Regions from separate parts of the Anas platyrhynchos genome. Here region 2 is linked to region 1. Evidence: chromatin contacts called from public Hi-C data. All regions are on one chromosome and are shown on one strand. The core of a region is the stretch at or near the end of the contact, and the rest is flanking DNA. Distances in the headings are between cores, read along the strand shown. Region 1 overlaps FLT4 (fms related receptor tyrosine kinase 4). Region 2 holds the start of FLT4 (fms related receptor tyrosine kinase 4).

Region 1 (2,816 bases), core at 147-2,646:
GTTGTCTGCGTTGCAGCTCAGCTGTAGGTCCTGTCCTTCTATGGGCTCTTCCGAGGGCTGGGATTCAATCTCGAACCCATCTGGAATAGCTTTCGAGAAGGAAATGAACATGTGGATGAGTTTTCTTGGCTCCACTACCAGGCACGCACATTGAAATTGTCTCCTTGGGTGCAGCTCTCTAAGACCCTGCTGTCCTCAGTGGTTGCAGGTATTCACCTGCCTCCACAAAGGCTGCTGACAGCACGGGTACTGCCTACGAGGCTTCTGGGGTCTCTCTAGACAGGCCTGAAGATAAACCCCTGCCCACTGCTGTGCCCCTGCTGGGTTCCCTGTCCCCAGCAGGCACAACCAGGTTCCTGCCATCACAGGGTACTGCTGGCAGGAAGCTTATGTGGCCCCATATGGGCCAAGACCCCAGCCCACGCTGCTGGGCTCCAGCTCCTACAAACTTGGCTTTCTCCCACTACCAAAATCCTGTGGGGACCGTGCCAAGGGCTGTGGCCAGAAGGACCCTGCCTGGGAGTGGTTCTGGCAGTGCCACTAGAGGATGCTCTCGGACCAGGCACATCCCTTAGCCATAGCCACACCGGCTCATCTCCAGATCTGATTGTGTTATCTGCTGCCAGGGCTCCAAGCTTTTGCTACTTGGCGGAGCTGTGGGGCACCCCTGCTCTCCTGCTGCCTTCCTGGTGACTGTGTAGGGTGCTACGTGTGAAGGAGAGGATCTGGCAGGTGTTGGGACCTGCCTGTTCCAGGCAGAGAGCCCAGCCGACGTGTGTGGAAGAGACACCCGCGGTACTCACTGGTCACGTAGAAGTAGATCAGCCGCTCGTCCCGACCCACTTTGTTAGAGGCGATGCACTTGTACATGGCTGAGACGTTGGCCTCCTGGATGGCCAGTTTGCTGACTGTCTGGTGGGGGAAGAGAGCATCAGAAGAAGTTAGGAAGGATGAAGGGGAAGAGAAAAGTAGGATCAGCCCTGCTCTCTGGCAGACAGCAAAACACACAACAAGCCTGGCCCCAGAGGGCAGCTGTACCTGGAAAAGGGTTATGCAAAAATAGGCTGGGGAGAAAGGGAAGGGACGCAGAGACTGGTTCCCTGAGCCCTCTGCAGTTGGTTAGGTGACTGCTTAGGGTCCCACAGAGCTTGGTGGGATTTACAGGTACTTACAGACCTGTTTGTTCTCCTTTTATCCATAAGTGGAAATCAGCCCTCTGGAAGCATCCCAGCTCTCACCACTTCAGGAAGAGCTATCATCCTTTTACATTCCAAGTGCATATAGACGCGATCCTAAAAGCTTCCTCATCTGTCCTTCCAGCGAGACATGAGTAAGGCTGGGCAAACAGCCTGGCTGCTGTCCTGGGAGCTCGGTCCCAGGAGATGCCGCCTCCAAAGGAGCCAGGAAAGGCAGAGGGGGAGGAGGGCGGCTCTCCTCCTCCCGGCTCACACTGAACGCATGTGAGCTGCCAAATGTGTTACAAGCACTCCCCTTAGAGGAGATCTGCAGTTTGAAGCACAGGCTTCTCCTTCTCCCCTCCCCAGTTAAATGACAAGGTAATTACATGCAATGATCCCTCTAACGAGACAATGCTTAAAATGCAAAAGATTTAGTTCCTATAGGGAAAGTGCTTTGTCTTTACTATTCATCCCATACACTTCGGAAGGGATTTTAATTCTAAGTGGCAATATATTAGCTTGTGTAAATCAGAAGGAGCAGACATTCACTCTGTGCATATTCATTACAGCTCAAGTGACCTTATTACTAGCACTTTTGTACGCTGCCTTTTCTGTTTCCTGGGAATATTCAGTACAGCTGAAGTGACCCTACTGGTGGCACTTCTGAGTGCAGCCTTTAATGCTTGGGGATTTTCCCTCTAATGGGTACCGTTACATTTAAGCTGGGTTTATCTGCATTTGACATCATCCTGCCATCCAGAGTGCATGGCTGTGCACTGCACGCATGGTGGCTCATTGTGGCCTTTATGGGCAGAATAAAAACCAGAGGAAGATGGTAAAAGAAGACAGTCAGAAAAGAGGAGGAGAGGGAGAGAAAGGAGCTCTGGGGATATAGTGGAAGGGCTCTCCTCTCCTGAAGCTCTTGCATGTCCCTGGTGTGCACAACCTGAGTGGGACCTGCAAGGGTGGTTAGCACCTAACAGACAGGGAATGAGGACACTGCTGTGGAACAGGAGGAAGAGGGAAAAAAAAAAAGAGGGAAAATGAACGTGGGAAACAGCAAAAGGTCTAGAGAGACAGAAGAACCGAGATGAGAGTCACATCGGGAGGGGGACACGAGGTCATCTCACCCAGGAGCTCCCGGCACCCCCGCTCCCTTCCCCAGGGGACGCGATGCTGATCGCTGCCTTTCCCTTCGGCTGCTCTGGGAGGAGCAGTGTCTGCCCCTGCCACCCTTTTGGCAGAGTGACGAACTCCCGGCCAGGCCGGGGAACGGGAAGTGCCTTTGGAGGTGTGTAGGAAAACAGGAAGTGACTTTCGGAAACGGGGGCCCATTTGTTTGTTCTGCATCCCTCTGTGAGCAGCCGGTGCCCGACACCAGCGGGAACAGGAACCCTGCTGCGGCGCGGGGCACAGACCTGACACTTGCGGCTACCAGAGGGACAGAAAGCAACAGGCAGCGAGCACTGTCCAGCTGTTTGCAGGTCACACACCGCAACGAGGGAGAGATGTTCCTTCCAGAGAGGAAACTGTGTGATGGAGAAGTGGGATCTGCAGGGCACACGTGTGCTCTCCCCCTCACAAACCTGCTGCGGGTGGACGCCAGCATCTCCATGCCACCCTCACCCCCCGAGGAAG
Region 2 (2,816 bases), core at 205-2,704, 39 kb after region 1:
AGAGCTTCAAAGCCCCGCACAGCCCCATGCTGATGAAACCCACACCTCCCGCAGCCACACGCCGGCCACAGCCTCTCAGGCACAGCTCCCTGCACCTCTGGGAGATGAAAGGACCCGAGACAGCCACACGCTGCTTTACAAATTGCTAACAGGAGAGCTCTGAACAGCTGCAGCTCCCGCCGCGATGCCACCAGCAGCGGGTCCCTGCCTGCTGAAGCTCCCCAAGCTCTTGCAGCCCACCGTGGCACAAGAGCCAGCTGTGAGGTTTTGGGCAGAGCAGGGTCACAGTCCCAATTTCTGCCCGTACCACCCCTCTGCACCACTGCAGCCAGACCTGCAGCCCGCCCGCGAGCTCGTCTCGACGACAGCAGCAAACGCCACTGGTGACAGTGAGTCACTGAGCTGAGGGGAGAGAAAATTCCATTTATACTCCCCAAATCTATTTTTCCAGGTTCTCCCTGCACTGCTAACTTTCTCCTCCTGTAAATTCTTTACCCACGCGAGCCCACCCGGCTCAGCTCTGCCCCACGGCCCCCGCTCCCCAAAAGGGCTCCGCAGCCCCCTCTGTGCCGCGGTGCAGCAGCCACCTGAGCGCACACAGCCCCGGGGATTCAGCTCGCTGCCCACCAGCCTTTTCCCCCAGCGCTGTAGGAAATATTTCACCAGCCACCTGCCCTGGGGGGCTTCCCAGGGGGAGCAGAGCCACCAGCAAGCGGCTGGGGGGGACAGCGGGGAGAGCGGAGGGCGCGCACCGACCACCGCCTCCCGGTGCCTTCCTCCCCAGCGCGCTGCCCGGCGCTCCCCAGCGATGCCTCCGAGTACGAAACAGAAATAAACCGGGCAGGGGGTCGGCCTCCGGGTGCTTCCCCACGCGGAGAAATCCCTGCTCCGAGAGCCCCACGCGGTTCCTTCCCGCGGGAGGTGCGGGGAGGTGGCGGCGTCCCCCCGTCCCCTGCGTCGGGGCCACCGGGCGGGCACCGGGCGCGCCCCGTCGGGGCTGGCGGCCACCGGGGCGGGACGCGGCGGGGCTCGGGGATCCCGAGGAGGGCAGCGCCGCTCCCTGCCGGCTCCGGGAGACACCCGGAGGGGGGACACTCCCGGTGCCCGTCCCGTCGGGGCAGCCCCATCCCCGCGTCCCCGGCTCCTCCGCAGGTGCCGGGCGGGCAGCCCGCATCCCCCGGCCGGAGCACGGAGCCTTCGCGGCTCCCTGAGCGCTGCTCACCTGCCTCCGAGACAATGCCGAGCCAGAGCCAGAGGGGCAGCGTGCAAACTCTCTTCATCTCCGGGGCTGCGGGCAGGCGGTGCGGTACGGAGCGGTGCGGAGCGCCCCGCGCCCGAGCTCTGCTCCCGCCGCGCCCCAGCTGCGGCGACGCGCGGCGGCGGGCGGGGAGGGAGCACCGGGGCCGTTTCCTTTTCCTCCGCCCGCCCGGGCCGCCCGCCGCCCTCCGCCGAGCCCGCGGGGCGCCGGGCGGGCGGCGGGGCGGAGCGGGGCGGGGCGGGGTGGGAGGCGGCGAGGGGGGGGCGCACCTGAGGCTCCGGGCACCGGTGGGGCTGTGGGAGGGGGTGCGGGGGTGAGAGCATCCCCCCTGTGTGCATCCACACCTGTGAGCATCTCCTGTGTATATCCACACCTGTGAGCATCCCCCGCGTGCATCCACCCCTCCATGGGTGTTTGCATCCCACCCGCCCCTGCCTGCCAACATCCCCCCACTGCCCTCTTCCACGCGTGCACCTGGGTGCGCAGCCCGAGCTCTCAGACCCGGGAAAGGCACACAAATGCCCTCTCCCATCAGCACGCACATGCCACATGTGTCTCGTCTTCATGCCTGCATGCTCCCCAAAAGCCCGTACCTGTGTGTGCACACCTAGGCACACAGTCCTGCACACCGTGGGGGCACCCAAAGATGCCTGCATGCGTTCTCACACCTGTGTGCATGCTTGCACCCCTGCTCATGTGGGACAGCACTAGGGACCTGCACTTGTGCTGTCCATCCAAGTGCATCACCACCAGCCTGAGGCAGCCCTGGTGCTGCCCAGCACCACTAAGTGCCCCACACCTCACTGACAGGGCACTCCCACACCCAAACACACAACCCCACACCCAAATCCATGCACCCCACAACGAACCAGCTCCCGCAACCCCCCAGAAACTCCTCTTTTCTCTCCTTTCCCCTTTCCAACCCATCTTTCACACCCCGGGATGCACTCATCTCCCCATGAGAGGACGGTGGCAGCGGTGGGATGCCAGCTGGGCCTGGAGGCACTGGGTGCCGCGGTGCTGGCAGCGGGATGGCACAGCATCCCGTGTGCTCCCCTGGCTGGCTGCAAACGGGCTGTGAATGCCCTGAGGTCAGGAGCGATGGCACAGCTCCGGGAGCGTGCTGGCACGGCGGGCACAGCACCAGCATGGTGGGCAAAGCACCAGCACAGTGGGCACAGCCCCTGCTGCCCACCAAACACCAAGTAGATAAATAAACACGGCCCCATGCTGCGCCCCAGAGGGTTATTGATTATACACGCTTGTAGACACACACACAAAAAAAGGGAGGCTGAATGAGAACCATGTGCTCGTGGCTTCTAAAAGGCAGGAAAACTTGTTGTGTGCTCAACTGCTCTTGCTGCCAAACCTGTGGAAGGGATCGCCCTGTCCCTCTCCTGGCGCTGTCAGAGGGAATCCAAGCCACGGTGGTTATTTTACCCAGCTCCCCCCAGCCCAATTAATTAGTTTTTAACCCTGAAGTTGCTCTCCAGCACACTCATCTTGAACCACCCTCCTCCTTGATCCTGAAGGAGTGGAAGGTGTTGGTGTCCCTCCA

Evidence for each region. Hi-C and Micro-C count contacts between places; a contact is called where the count stands out from the background.
Region 2: a contact with region 1 is called in a Hi-C map of skeletal muscle, with 7 times the contacts expected there. The contact joins the promoter of FLT4 here to the enhancer-like site in region 1. A contact is called at or near these places in 3 of 8 Hi-C or Micro-C datasets (F1 follicle, skeletal muscle and subcutaneous adipose tissue).

Annotation. Positions count from the first base shown.
Region 1 is chr14:5,640,200-5,643,015 of IASCAAS_PekinDuck_T2T, forward strand. It overlaps FLT4 (fms related receptor tyrosine kinase 4), which reads right to left. Exons shown (of 30, transcript XM_072023398.1): 12 at 804-912; 13 at 1-89. Among named protein-coding and RNA genes, the nearest start is that of RNF130, 20 kb to the left of the region's middle. Within about 2 kb of position 1,397, at least 1 of the 8 cell types and tissues checked has an H3K27ac peak or open chromatin away from gene starts, as enhancers often do.
Region 2 is chr14:5,678,654-5,681,469 of IASCAAS_PekinDuck_T2T, forward strand. It overlaps FLT4 (fms related receptor tyrosine kinase 4), which reads right to left and starts at 1,455. Exons shown (of 30, transcript XM_072023398.1): 1 at 1,223-1,455. The coding sequence starts at 1,280.